Linked DNA regions of Mus musculus: regions 2, 3, 4 and 5 are each linked to region 1. The links are chromatin contacts, called in public ChIA-PET, HiChIP or PLAC-seq and promoter capture Hi-C maps. All regions are on one chromosome and are shown on one strand. Each heading gives the region's core, a stretch centred on a gene start, on an enhancer-like site or on the middle of the called end of the contact. The rest is flanking DNA. Distances are from core to core; before and after follow the strand shown. Region 1 holds the start of Ylpm1 (YLP motif containing 1). Region 2 overlaps Ltbp2 (latent transforming growth factor beta binding protein 2). Region 3 holds the start of Pgf (placental growth factor). Region 4 holds the start of Rps6kl1 (ribosomal protein S6 kinase-like 1). Region 5 overlaps Ltbp2 (latent transforming growth factor beta binding protein 2).

Evidence for each region. Promoter capture Hi-C pulls out the DNA fragments that hold promoters and counts their contacts. ChIA-PET counts read pairs in DNA pulled down with a chosen protein or histone mark. HiChIP or PLAC-seq counts read pairs in DNA pulled down with a chosen protein or histone mark. Capture Hi-C pulls out chosen DNA fragments and counts their contacts.
Region 2: a promoter capture Hi-C map of 3T3-L1-derived adipocytes shows a contact between it and region 1, with 2.7 times the contacts expected there. The contact joins the enhancer-like site here to the promoter of Ylpm1 in region 1. A contact is called at or near these places in 16 of 39 promoter capture datasets (the 3T3-L1 cell line, 3T3-L1-derived adipocytes, the HPC-7 cell line and 10 more), 5 of 484 Hi-C or Micro-C datasets (brown adipocytes, cortical neurons, embryonic fibroblasts and 1 more), 10 of 115 datasets of contacts at active chromatin or transcription factors (the 230-238 cell line, the NIH/3T3 cell line, the SCID.adh cell line and 6 more) and 1 of 9 other capture datasets (adipose tissue).
Region 3: an RNA polymerase II ChIA-PET map of memory CD8 T cells shows a contact between it and region 1, with 15 read pairs. The contact joins the promoter of Pgf here to the promoter of Ylpm1 in region 1. A contact is called at or near these places in 1 of 39 promoter capture datasets (the SN4741 cell line), 1 of 115 datasets of contacts at active chromatin or transcription factors (memory CD8 T cells) and 2 of 9 other capture datasets (liver and pancreatic islet).
Region 4: a promoter capture Hi-C map of adipose tissue shows a contact between it and region 1. The contact joins the promoter of Rps6kl1 here to the promoter of Ylpm1 in region 1. A contact is called at or near these places in 4 of 39 promoter capture datasets (cranial neural crest, hematopoietic stem and progenitor cells, hippocampal neurons and 1 more), 2 of 115 datasets of contacts at active chromatin or transcription factors (effector CD8 T cells and embryonic stem cells) and 1 of 9 other capture datasets (adipose tissue).
Region 5: an H3K4me3 HiChIP or PLAC-seq map of embryonic stem cells shows a contact between it and region 1, with 5 times the contacts expected there. The contact joins the enhancer-like site here to the promoter of Ylpm1 in region 1. A contact is called at or near these places in 2 of 484 Hi-C or Micro-C datasets (the G1E-ER4 cell line and frontal cortex), 6 of 115 datasets of contacts at active chromatin or transcription factors (the SCID.adh cell line, acute myeloid leukemia, bone marrow-derived macrophages and 2 more) and 2 of 9 other capture datasets (adipose tissue and embryonic stem cells).

Annotation. Positions count from the first base shown.
Region 1 is chr12:84,995,026-84,997,603 of GRCm38.p6, reverse strand. Ylpm1 (YLP motif containing 1) reads right to left here and starts at 1,283. Exons shown (of 21, transcript NM_178363.4): 1 at 248-1,283. The coding sequence starts at 1,114.
Region 2 is chr12:84,800,537-84,803,114 of GRCm38.p6, reverse strand. The region is part of intron 17 of Ltbp2 (latent transforming growth factor beta binding protein 2); the gene reads left to right. Among named protein-coding and RNA genes, the nearest start is that of Isca2, 29 kb to the right of the region's middle. Within about 2 kb of position 1,269, at least 47 of the 459 cell types and tissues checked have an H3K27ac peak or open chromatin away from gene starts, as enhancers often do. A contact at or near this core is called in 3T3-L1-derived adipocytes, adipose tissue, bone marrow-derived macrophages and 1 more, where this site is marked.
Region 3 is chr12:85,176,023-85,178,600 of GRCm38.p6, reverse strand. It overlaps Pgf (placental growth factor), which reads left to right and starts at 1,288. Exons shown (of 7, transcript NM_008827.3): 1 at 1,288-1,703. The coding sequence starts at 1,638.
Region 4 is chr12:85,149,983-85,152,560 of GRCm38.p6, reverse strand. It overlaps Rps6kl1 (ribosomal protein S6 kinase-like 1), which reads left to right and starts at 1,297. Exons shown (of 11, transcript NM_146244.4): 1 at 1,297-1,398.
Region 5 is chr12:84,857,419-84,859,996 of GRCm38.p6, reverse strand. All of the region lies in intron 2 of Ltbp2 (latent transforming growth factor beta binding protein 2), which reads left to right. Among named protein-coding and RNA genes, the nearest start is that of D030025P21Rik, 17 kb to the left of the region's middle. Within about 2 kb of position 1,281, at least 23 of the 459 cell types and tissues checked have an H3K27ac peak or open chromatin away from gene starts, as enhancers often do. A contact at or near this core is called in embryonic stem cells, where this site is marked.

The DNA of each region.
Region 1 (2,578 bases), core at 34-2,533:
AGGCATACATTTGAGAAATAAATCTAGTGCCAACCTACTACAACTTCAAGTGCCTAGTCTTATCTTTACTCTTCTTTTGGTAATCTATGGTCAATTTAAAACCTGGCTTTCAGGGCTGACTCTTAGGGGATCTTTGGAGTATGAATGGGCTAGTCGTTGGCTGTTGGAATTACGATAGGCATTAGCTGGTTAAAGCCCAAGACCTGCTCACGTAAAGCCTAAATGAAAGATGTGACACAGTGCTTACCTGTGGAGTCATTGTAGAGGGATCTGGTTCAGGAGCAGCTTGCTTCTGTTCAGCAGTCTTGTTCTTGGCCCCACTCTCCAAAGGCTCTTGCTGGATAGCTGTTTTATTCCCAGAAGGGATGGACGGTGGTGGTGGTAGCTGGGGTTTAGAAGGGCCCTGGGAGGAGCGGGAAGGAGAGGCCTGAGAAGGGGGTAAGTAGGGCTGGGAATGGCTCAAATATGATTGTGAGGAGGACGAGGAAGAATAAGAAGGAGTGGGCGCCAGATAGGACTGGGAAGGTGGAGACTGTGAAGGGGATGGCTGAGCAGGAGGCAGGTAGGGCTGAGCGGAGGAAGGGGGATAGTACGAGGGTGGTGGCTGAGGTGGAGGCATGTACGACTGGGATGGGGGCATGTAGGATCCTGGAGGTACAGGGGGAGATTCAGGAGGGGACTCCAGCTCCATTGGAACCAAACCCGGAGGCCCATCTCGTTGGTGGTGGATCATCTGGTGTTTGTACTGCTGCTGCTTCTGATAACTGAGGGCTGGTCCAGGTGGCGGGGGCATCGGTGGCGGAGGCGGCTGCCAGTCTCCGTAGCCGCCCCCGGGCATCACCGGCGGGGGTGGCAGCGGGGGCGGAGGAAGATGGTGGGGTTGGAGCACGCACTGCATTTGCTTCTGGTGCATCTGCTGCAGCTGCTGGAGCTGCGCCAAGTGTTGCTCTCGGAAGCTCATGAAGCCTGAAGAGGAAGGGGCCGCGGGAGCCGTCGAACTGGAGTACCCGGGCCCCGGCGAGGCCTCGGGAAGCGCCACCGGTGGCGGCGGCGGCGGCACCGGCGGCGGCGGATAGTGGCTGCTCCCGCCATACCGGCCCCAATTCGGATACATATAGGAAACGAAGGCGCGGGGCTCGTCCCGGCGCCGTTACTCGTCGCAACCGACCTCCAGGAGCCGCGGCGGTGACGGCGACAGCCGGAACTCGCGGTGCCTTACAGGCCGCGGAGCGTGTGAACGGAGCGCGCCAGTGCGCCGGCGCTACGGAGCTGGGCCCGCGGTCGGGAAGGCGGGGACCGTGCTGAGGCAACTACGCATGCGCAGTACCATCGAGCGGAGAACAAAGGCCAGATAGAGGGAACCTTGGCGCAGGTACTCGCTGTTGCCGCCTTCCTTCGGGTTCGGAAAATGTAGGCGGTAATAGAATGTTGTCATAGAACCAAGAAAACCATAGAGTCTCACAGCCGAAAGGAGTGATAGAGATCCTAACGCCCTATGGGTTTAGTTTTGAATGGGGGGGTGGGGAGGGGGGAGGAAAGATTCCATTCACAGTAGCAACAAGAACATAAAACAAGTAATAACTCTACTAAGAAAAATCTAGACATTATATGAAGAAAACTGCAGAATCCTACCTGAGAATAAAAATTAAACTTGAACTCACGAAGAGGCTTACCATAGTCCTAAGTAAAAAAGAGGGAGCTTTGTAAAAATGACAGTTCTTCCAAGTTAAACTGATTTAACTCAGTCAACCCACAGCCTGACAGGGGACAATGATAGGAAGAATGAAAAATGGATTCTGGAGAAGGAAAGTGAAAATGGCCCTGATTCTTTCCTACAGGTACTGTAAAAGGAATTGAATTGTTTAGATTGGTTTCCTCCCCACCCACCACCCACCCCACCACCCTTAAAATTTTTTTGCTTTTTCAAGACAGGGTTTTTCTGTATGAACCCCCTGGCTGTCCTGGAACTCGCTTTGTGACCAGGCTGGCCTTGAACTCACAGAGATCTTCCTGCCTCTGCCTTCCAAGTACCATCAAACCCAGGTTTTAACTCGGACGATGTCCCTGTTGGAGAATCCTTAAACCTAAGAAAAGTCAGCCGGGCATGGTGGTGAACGCCTTTAATCCCGCACTCGGGAGGCAGAGGCAGGCAGATTTCTGATTTCGAGGCTAGCCTGGCCTACAAAGTGAGTTCCAGGACAGCCAGTGCTATACAGAGAAACCCTGTCTCGAAAACCCAAAAAAAAAAAAAAAAAAAAAAAAAAAAAAAAACCTAAGAAAAGTCAGAGAAGGGTAACTTAAAAGCTGATTTCCTGAACCCTAGCAGCAAAATATTAAAGACTTCCATTGGTTTGGGTGATTACTGAACATCAGAAGTAGTACACTGAATTCTGGGAAAGGAAGGACAGAAGGAAGGAAAGAAGGAAGGAAGGGGAGAGAAAAACCATGCTTAATTTGAAGACTCTTAACTGTATCAGCATGTCAATTTGAAGATGTGACCTTGCTCTTTTTTCCTAGCAACCAGATCATTACCTGTCTTGGGTAACTATGAGTAGTAGATGCGGGGCTAGGGATTCCT
Region 2 (2,578 bases), core at 20-2,519, 190 kb after region 1:
AGGAGGCCTGCTTACTGAACTGGTCTTCATGGTTCGCTTAATCTGCTTTCTTATAGAACCCAGGACCACCAGCCCAGAGATGGCACCACCCACAATAGTTAGCCCCTCCCCATCAATCACCAATTAAGAAATGCCCTGCCTTACAGTCTTGCTTACAGCCTGATTACAGAGGGGGTTTTTCTCAACTGAGGCTTCCCTCCTCTCTGATGACTTCAGCTTATGTTAAGTTGACAAACTAGCCAGCACGCTGTGCAACCCCTTTTGTAGCATAGAATGTTCCTGTACACTGTTTATGAGTAAGTTCACGAAGAAATGAGGAAGCATCTACCACACAGCGCCTGGGGGCTCAGAGGCAGCTGGGAAGTTCTCACTTGAGAACTGCACTACCTGTGTTTGGGGCTCACACTTCTGGAGCTAGTCTGCTGCTTGACCATGGTTCCATGTGTGGCCATGGAGCAATGAACCCTTTCTTTGAGTCTCCTCAACATCTGATTCCAAGGATCTGGCTTTCAGAATCCAAAGTCATCCAAGCCCACTCATTTCATTCTGTGAGGAAGGGAGATAGAGAAGCCCAACCTAACAGGAACGTGAGGGAACCCCGTCACGAGTACTCAGTAGGTACGCGGGCTCTGACTGAGTGGCCAGGTACCTGGCTCTGTGCTGAGCTCTGACGACAGTCAACTGAATGAGCAAGAGTAGCGACCGTGCGGGGACTAGACGAAAAAGCAACTGACATAGCAGAGAATTTGGGAATGTTTCCGTGAACAGGTACTTGAGCTGGGGTAGAATATGAACAGCTCCCATTTAGTGAGCACTTAAACCAAGAGCCACTCTCTGCGCTTTGCTATATACCATTCCAACCCCTGCGGATCTCATTCCTACCTTTCGCTTTGCCAGATGAAGCTTCAAAAGGTGAGTTGAAATGCCCATAACATTACACCTATCTACAGCTGGCACTGGACACAGACGCAATGTCACGCCCATTCTGGGGCATGGTTTGCTTCCCATGATCCTCTTCGAGCAGCAGCAGGAATGGAGGGAGGAGGTAGTCCAGGGGAAGGCAACCATTTCTGCATAGGCCAGTATCGCCTGCCCTGGGAATAATACCATCAGGGTGACTGGAGTCTGGGCTTGTTAGCAGAAAAGGCAGTAGGCGAGGCCAGTCCGTGAAGTGGCTCTAGTGCCAAGTTTGTTAAGGGTAGATGGTTCTGTCGTCTGGCTGTCAGGGAGGAGGTGACTCAGACAGCAGTGTGACAGAGCCAAGGGAAAAGCAAGGGACAGGGGCTTTCCAGGCTTCAGCAAGCTGCCGTAGGTGCTGTGGCCAGAGGCACTGCTCTCTGGGAGCTGGCCCTGGGTAAATTACAGCTGCTACAGGGAATGGTATTGCCAGGCCCAGACAAAAGGCTCTGTCCTGTGCCAGCCTGGTGTCCAGAGGTCTCGGCCACCCGCGACAGCTGTAGACGGGAGGAACCTGAGGTTAGCCGAAGTGCTTCTACCACCGGGGATTGGCCGTCACTTGAAGAACCTAATCCAATTTTGCATCCACTTCCTAAATTTTGCCAGTTTCAGGAAACAGTGTTTCATTACTTTAATATATCATTGAGTCATATGTATAAATTAATGATTGTAAATTATTACAAGTTTTAAGTTAATTTAGGTAGAAGTATAAATTATCTATTAAAAATTTAAGTAAGAGCTTGCATAATTACATACCCTCTAGAAAGTGTATCTCTTTGCACTTTGGCCTTGGGGCTTCCTCATCTGTGAATTGCTTACCTACTCCTATCTTTTTGCTAGTTTTCCAGTGTGGCTGTTCCTTTTTCATGTAGCTTTTACAGTGCAGCTTGTGTATTCTGTTACATTGTATCTGTTTTACGTGTGTAAGGCTGTCTGTCCATGTGGAGGTCAGGACAACCTAGTGGAGTGGGTTCTCCCCTCCATCCTCAGGTGGGTTCTGGCAATCAAACTCAGGTTTCCAGGCCTGGGTGGCAAACTCTTGCCCGCTGAGCCATCGCTGGCCTCCTTTAGCTTTATTTTTCATGCCTTGTAGTTTTATTATGTCACAAGGATGTTGCGCATTACATCTGATGTTACCTTTCCAGAGTGCTTTATCCAGCTGGTCCATCTTTGCATGGGTATCAAGAACCCATGTCTCCATTTCCACTTTTCTCTACAAATCGCTTTTCCCAGTGCCATCTGTTTATTAGGCAGTGTTTCTAGCTTCAGCCATGTTATTCCCATCAGCTTTTCTCTCTGCCCAGGAGTTCCTTCTCCTTTCCCCTCTGTTGGCAGTAGAGCTTCCTGGAGCTCGCACAGCTGTTTCTGAACTCCTGGGAGAGTTGTTCCCAGGAAGGTTCTTGGGTCTGCCTATTCTGAAGGTCAGGATCTCCACTGGGGCCGAGGACGGTGCTTGTGGCAGCTCTGCCAGAGACTCCACTGAGAACTGGAATGAAATAGGAAGGATTGCAGCCATGGGAGCACACTGGGTTCTAGGGGAAGGTTTATGCTGGAGCGATGCTAGTGAACATTCCTTCTGTGTTGGCTGCCAGCCAGGCACTTTGTTCCTCTCTTTGCCTTC
Region 3 (2,578 bases), core at 39-2,538, 180 kb before region 1:
GCTGGCCAGTGACTGGCCCCTGGCTCCTGGACCTGCAGGCCTCAGGGCCTACCAGACAGAGAGGCAGCATCTCTGGCAGCCCCTTGTGGGTGGGCAGCAGGCCACAGACACAGAGGTCACTGGGGGTGAGAGCCAGGACTGCCCTAGCCTCCCTGCCTCTGAATGGAATGTGATCCAAGAGCCACCTCCCAGGCCCATCTCCTCCCCCACAGCCACCCACCAACTTCTGACTCTGGATGCTGCCAGGTTTTTGCAACCAGCCCACAAGCTGGTCACAGAGGTTTGTTAGAATGGTAGGTGATGAAGAACAACTCAGGAACACAGGAGGTTACCACAAAAGTACAGACATGCATGGCTGCACACAAGTACAAAGAGATACCCAGAGACCCAGATCTGCGACACACAGTGTAACTGGGCACGTTCAGTGGGTGACATATACACACAGCTTCATAGGTATACACAAGTGCCCATGCAGACACCACCTCTCCTCAGCATGTCCTGCTGCTCTAGAACACTTCCTCTTCTGCTTGGGCTCGGGAGGTGATGCCAGGTTAGTCCATTCCCTACCTCTAATAGGCTGGCCTGACCTGACAGGAGGAAGTGGTGGTGGACCTAGGTCTAGCCAGGTGCCCCGAGGTGTTTCCTGTGTACAGCCCACAGCTGGGCTGCCCTGTGCCTGCCTACCAGGTCAGATAGTACATGGAATAGAGGGACGGTTCTGGAGGCACGTAGCTTGTCTTGTCTCTGCCAGATCCCTGTCTACGCAGGCAGATGCCCGCGGGCACACATACACTTTCCTAGTGTGAATATGAACATTGTTCAGCATCTGCAGGTGGTGCCCTCTCATAGGATCGGGTTGTTAGTCTATAAAATGGGGTTAGTAATCCTGTCACCTCTCCTCCCGGGGTTGTGTAGGGATGGCACTGGTCATGAAGGGCCACAGCAAGATGCTGCCTTCTTAGTACTGCACTCCCTGCAGAGGTCACTTAAGTACCCAGCCATCTCCAAGGCAGATGTTGGACGTCCGCACCTGGAGGCTCCAGAAGAGCCAGGTGCAACCTTGGCTGTCGCTGCGGGCTGACCCTGGGGCAAGCTAATGAACGCCTAGCTCCGAGGGGCCAGGAGATCTGCGCCGGCAGCGCCCCTTCAGCGCCCTGCGGGGTCACGCGCACTCAGGTCTCACCGCCAACCGGCTCTCAGCGCTCCCGGGCTGCTCCTGGGGCCTCGAGATAGAAGTGGGCGGGCAGGCTGCAGCCCCGCCCCATACACGGTCTTGAAAACCAGCGGCCGACTAGCTTCAGTTCGTAGGGAAGCTGCAGTCTGAGAAGGAAACCGCATCTTCAGACTTCTGCTCACTCACGAGAGGAGCTAGGGTCATCGGACCCCTAAGATCCTTTCACATCGCTCCGACTCGCCGGAACACTCCTCACCAGTTTCCTCAGCCACAGCCCTACCTGTGAGCTCCGGACTTCCCCGGCTTTCTGTGGATGCTCAGGCAGACTGCAGAGACCTAGCCTAGGACAGCAGTGAGGGGGACACTCCTCTCCTCTCCTCTCCTCTGGTATCAGCGTCTCCCCCAAGGGGGACGAGCATGGTGATTGTGCCTTGAAGGACCTTGGCTCTGGATGTCTGAGAAGATGCTGGTCATGAAGCTGTTCACTTGCTTCTTACAGGTCCTAGCTGGGTTGGCTGTGCATTCCCAGGTAAGGACCTGGCCTGGCTTCCTCTTGACCTTCTCATCCTAGCCGTAGAAACAGGGGCTATGGTCTTTAATTACAGACTCACTTTAGAGAGCAGCTTCTGCTAGGGTGCCCACATATTTCCCAGGGGCTGGGCTGGACCTCAGGGAGGAGACCTCTGGCTGGGCAGTCCCCAATTCCTGGGGGCTGTCTTAGTGGGGGCAGGGAAGCCACAGGGAATGAGGGAGGTTTCCTGTCTAGCCCCTGGAGCCCTAGTGGCTTTGCAAAAAGCATCCGTCCACTAATCCCAGTCAGCTCCCTGGCCCTGTGGTCAGGGTTGTGGCCCCATGACCAACCAGGCGCCCCCAGGACCTCTGACCTGGCCTAGTGGGGAAGGAGCTGACTAAAGAAGCTTGAGGTGGGGAGGTGAGGCCCTTCCCCCACCATTGCTCCAATTGAGCAGAGGGCTCTTGGGTGGGCTTCAGATATGACAAGGGATCCTGCCGTGCCCTTTCCTCCTGGTGGGTGTCAGAAGGTCCTGAGTGCAGGGCCTGGGGAAGTGAGCAGGGCCCTTTTCCCAGGAGCTGGGTGAGTCTGGCAGGGAGCCAGATTGGGCAGCAAAATCCTGACAAAGCCAATGCATTCCCTTCCTGCTGCACTGCCCGCTGCACTGCCCACTGCCCTGGGAGCCCTCAGCCCCAGCCCAGGAGTGGGTGGGTTGTCCAGTCCCCTTGCCGAGCAGCCAGGCCATCCGTCTGCTTGCTGCAGTGTTAGCTCGAGGTGTAACGTTACTGGCAGGCAGCACCAGCTCATGGCGCCGCCTCTTCTCCAGCCCCTGAGCTCCCACCAGCTGATCACCCTCCCCCTGGGCTCTGGCACCCAGCCAAGGCGGGCTGTAG
Region 4 (2,578 bases), core at 48-2,547, 150 kb before region 1:
GTTTTGAATTTTTTGTCTTTAGCTTGTTAAAATGTGTCCGTGTGAATAAAAATGGACCTCATAGACTCATGTATTTAAATGCTTTGTGACAAGGGAGTGACACTCTTTGCTAGGATTAGAAGGGTTAGGAGGTGTGGTCTCACTGGAGGAAGTGTGTTTTCAGGTTTTGAAAGCCCATACCAGACCCAAGCTACTTCTCTTCTTCTCTCTCTTTCTCTTCTCTTCTCTTCTCTTCTCTTCTCTTCTCTTCTCTTCTCTTCTCTTCTCTTCTCTTCTCTTCTCTTCTCTTCTCTTCTCTTCTCTTCTCTCTTTTCTTCTCTCTCTCTCTCTTCTCCTCTGTCTCTCCCCCTCCCCCCTCCCTCTCCCCCTTAAGATGCTTTAGGGATGATGAGATGACCTCATGGTTGGGAGCACTGGCTGCTTGTCCAGAGGATCGGGGTTCAATTTCCTGCACCCACATGGTAGCTTAGAACTGTCTGTAAGTCCAATTTCAAGAATCGAACACCGCACACAGACATATTTGCAAGCGAAACACCAATATACATAAGATAAAAATAAATAACTCAAAAATTAAAAGGTTGTTTTATTTTAATAAAGAGATAAATCTGGGGCTGGTGACGTGGTTTAGTGCATAAGGTGCTGCCATTTGAGCCTGGTGACCTGAGTGTGATCCCCAGAGACGACAACAGCTCTGGGTGAGGAAGGGGTGTGGAGGAGGAAGAGGAGTCAGAGGAGACCGGTGTGGAAAACTACCAGAGACAAGGTCACAGCAAAGCGCAGAGTGGCTTCTGACAAGTAAGGGGGTCGGGGTCGTTTGTGCCTTTCTTGGGAATGCATTTCTGACTCCAGGTTAGGATTCGGTGCTGCTCAACTCCGAACCACTCGCCTGACCTTAGAGCCCAGGAAGCCCTGGGCAGATTGATCTGTGAAGCCATAGAGGCAGCTCTACCCTAAGCCCTAGGGCAGAGTACACACCCAACAGAGAAACATTGACTAACTGAAGTAGTGAATGAAGAAAGTCTCTTGAACGTGCTGTGGTTAAGTTTCATTGGCTTAGAGGTCTAAGGCAGCCACATCCCTGGGTGACAATAGACCTTTTCTCTCCCTGCTACACTCAGTCACCCACATCCATCCCCACTGACTCCCACTCCTGAGTTCCTGGCCTTGCAAACTCTAGGGCTTTAAGGGCTGTCAGAAGCCGAGGAGAACGATGATTGGAGGTTTATTCTAACGGGTTGAGGATGAGCTCATCCTTAGCCAATGGCTGGCAGGCACCCGGCTAGACGCCCCACCCCCGCCCCCAGGCACCTGCGGAAGGGTGGTAGGCACAGACGGAGCCTTGCAGAAGGTGAAGGGACAGCGTTGGCGGGAAGGCCCGGAGCTCTGGCACGCGGACAGGTATAGTATTTGGTCTGCTCTTGAGCCATCCTCTCAGGAGAGGAGGCTTCCCCTCCCTGCCTCAGCCCGACCTCCTTGGACGTTCCCTATAGTGATGCACCTTGTGTGCCGGGGTCGTGCACGCGCTGCTTGCTTGACGTGTATAGTCTTAGGCACGCGGCTCCGAAAGCTGGACCCGCAACTCGCAGCCCTGCGCAGCCGGCGTCGGTGCCCCAGCACAGGCCTCGAAGCTACCTATCCCGCTGGGCCTGGCAGAGCAGGAAGGCCGCCTTTCTCCATCTCCTGGCCTCCTGGCTGCTTGGATATGTGCGTTTCCTCCCCACCTCTTCCTTTATCCTGTGTCTCTTTCCTTGCCGAGGTGGAAAAGATCCAGGGAGAAAAGCTACCCCCTGGTCATTTTCCAGGGTACCCGAGACAGCAACGGTGGCTGCTAGGCTGCTGTGAGGGACAGGGACCGCACTGCTGGCTGCTTTCTCTTTGCCCCTTCCCCTCTGGCAGCCGCCACTCTTATCCCTTGGGCCATTGGGGTCACACATTGCTTGGGGAGGAGTTACTGTCAGGTCCTTGGGAGGGCGCACAGGCCCCTGGACTTCTGGGATAGCCTCCATAGGGCTGGGTCACCCTGACACTCTCGCTGAACTCCACATGAACTGGCATCTAATCTGTCAATCACCTCATCTCCCAGGGGGCTTTGATGAGCTCGCCATTCCGGCTTGGAGCCTGGGTATTGGGGGGGGGGAGTTCCCCACTTGCTGACTCAGGACCTCTCTGGGCCAAAGGTTTTGTCTGGGGAGAGGTACCCCTGAGCTGAATGGAACTTCACAAGGAAGACAGGGAGGAGGGGAGACCTGAGGTGGAGGAGAGGTGAGACCAGCTTTAAGCCAGTGTGTGACTTTGGTATGTTTACTATGCTCTTGACACTAGGTTTACTCTGTGGACACCCCTCAAAGGCAGCTGTGGGTCACAGGTACCCCCAGTTTTCCGTGCTCCGTTCATACAGCATGGTATTTGTGGAGCTGAATTTGAGTGGAAAAGAAAAGAAAGCCCCCCCCCCACACACACACACTGCTGTGTTAATCTATCATTGCCACACTGAGGTAGGACCCAGCTCAAAGACGGGACCTTACCATCGCTCGTCCCTCCAGCTTTTGGATGTGAACATCTGTCTCTCCAATGTTTA
Region 5 (2,578 bases), core at 32-2,531, 140 kb after region 1:
TTTTGAAATCTGTGCTCATTTATTTCCCACCGGTCTCCTTTAAACACAGTCATTGCTCCCAGCTCTCATGGTGTCACTAGATTCCATGCATTGGTACAATATCAGAAAGGCCCGCACGATGGCCCAGCTGGTAAAGGCACTTGCCACACAAGCCTGATGACCCGAGTTTGATCTCCAGAGCCCAATAAAGACCGAAGAGAACTGACTCTAGAAAGGTGTCCTTTGACCTCCACACTTGCTTCCCCACCATCCCATATACATTCACACTGAACATAAATAAAAATAGAAATGAAAGAGCTGCGTTAATGACCAGGTTTTCATTTTTTCCAAATGGAGGGAATTAGGGGAATTAAAAAAGAATTGCCATATACTACCACCTTTAATTATAGACACCATTTTAGAGGCCGGGGCAATGACTTGAGGATAGAGTGCCAGCTGTGTAACATGAGGACCAGAGCTTAGTGTCCAGCACCAGCATAAATGCAGGATGCTCTGACAGCCTGCGTGCAATCCCATGCGTCAGACACGTGGGCTAGCTGGAACATGATGGCGAGGTAGCCTAGCCACATGGTGAACTCTAGGTTTTAGTGGTGAGAACCCCTGCTTCATTCTAAGGTGGAATGTGATCAAGGAAAACACGCATTGTCATCCTCTGGCCTCCACATGCACATACCAGAACATACATGTGCACCCACCCACATGTGAACACACACATACGTGCCAAAAGAAAATTTAAAAGAGCATACACATACACACACACACACACACACACACACACAACCAGTAAAAACTGTCAGAACTTTCCTTCTCTTAGCTAGGCAATTGAGGCCACCATAGTGGATCATTTTGGGTGCCTTTGTAAAAGAGAAAAAGAGGAGTTCATGATCCAGTCTCATAATACATGTGATTGGCTCAGAACAAACCAGACACTGCAGTCTGGTGATATATACAAAACAGGCTGATGAGATCTGGTCCGAAGCTCAGACCCTCCCTCAGCCAGCTGGGAACGGTCATCTTCCCAGGAAGGTGTTTATCTATCAACACAGCTGGCTGCTCTGGAAGTCGTATGACTTTCATCTGTGATGATGTAACAGACAGCGGAGATGATGTATCCAGTTTCCCTTCTGATTTCCCATTCCCCGTGAGCTGTTCGTTGGACCAATCAAACACCTACACGAGAATGGAATTCCTGGTTGAGAAAAGCCCTTCCAGCAGCGTCAGGACCCCACCAGGTGGGGCTTCCTCAGTAGCCTGCTCACATTTAGCTCTGTATCCTCATTGGTGTTGTCAAGACAGCCTTGGCGAATAAGGCAGAACCAGAACTGAGTGGTGGAAAGAGATGCAGGGGCTTAGCTTGCCAGGCTGGGCGTCTCAGATTTCCAGAGAGTGAAAGATGTTATTGTTTACACCAAGGGTGGGTCATCCTTGGGACGCAGAGCAGGAAGGGAGGGTAGAAGCTAAGCATCAAAAGCCACCTTTGAGGCAGGGGTCAGAGGTTGAGCTGCAAGACCCTCCTCTCATGCATACCAGGCTTTGGGTCTCTGCTGGATGGAAGGGGTGGGTCCACATGACTTCTCCATTCCTTAAGCGAAAACCAGACTCAAGATGCGCCCAGGGCGTGTCTGCCTTCCTCAGTGTTTGTCTGCTGAGCTGGCCCTAGCAGAGAGTGTCTGTGGCTGAGATGGTGCTGGGGTGGGCCTGGGCAGGTGCTCATGTGGTAGCTAGTTGTATTTGGACAGACGGACGATGGCTAGGCATTGGCCAAAATCTTGTGCTTGGCAGTTTGTGCTTGGGAAAGGGTTTGATTTACAATTCTCTGGAATTATCTGCTTACGTGGGGATCAGGCACCTGAAAGAAAGGGACACTGAGGCACCAAAGAAGATACCCTCACCTTAGGATCTAGCTCGTGGTCAGAATCCTTCAGTTGTTGTTTGAATAGGTTTGACCCCCATAGATTCATTTCTTTGAGTGCTCAGCCATCAGGAGTGGCGCTATTAGGAGGTGTGGCCTTATTGAGGGAGGTTTGGTCTTGTTGGAGGAAGTGCTTCACTGTGTAGGAGGGCTTTGAGGTCTCCTGGTACTCAGGCTCCACCCAGTGAGAAAGAGCGCCTCCTCCTGGCTAACTGCAGAAGACAGTCTCCTCCTTTCTGTCTGTGGATCAAGATGTAGAACTCTCAGCTCCTTCTCCAGCACCCTTCTCCTGCAGCTGCCAAGCTTCCGGCCATGATGATAATGGACTGAACTTGTGAAACTGTAAGCCAGCCCCAATTAAATGCTTATGTTTATAAGAGTTACCTTGGTCATGGTGTCTCTACACAGCAATAAAACCCAAACTAAGACACTCTTCTTACTACCCACTGATTGGGCAGCCTGGCCCTCAAATAGCCTTGCTGGGCAGGATTTCCAACCATCTCATCCTGTGAACAACTGGTCAGCATCACTTACTTCAGGAAACTTTCCCTAACTATCACTCTATCCTGCCTGAGTAATAGGCTCTGGCCAACATCACGCTTGTTCTGTGGATCTATGTGTCCTTTCTGCACAAGTGCACGAGAAACATTTCTATCATATCTCAGA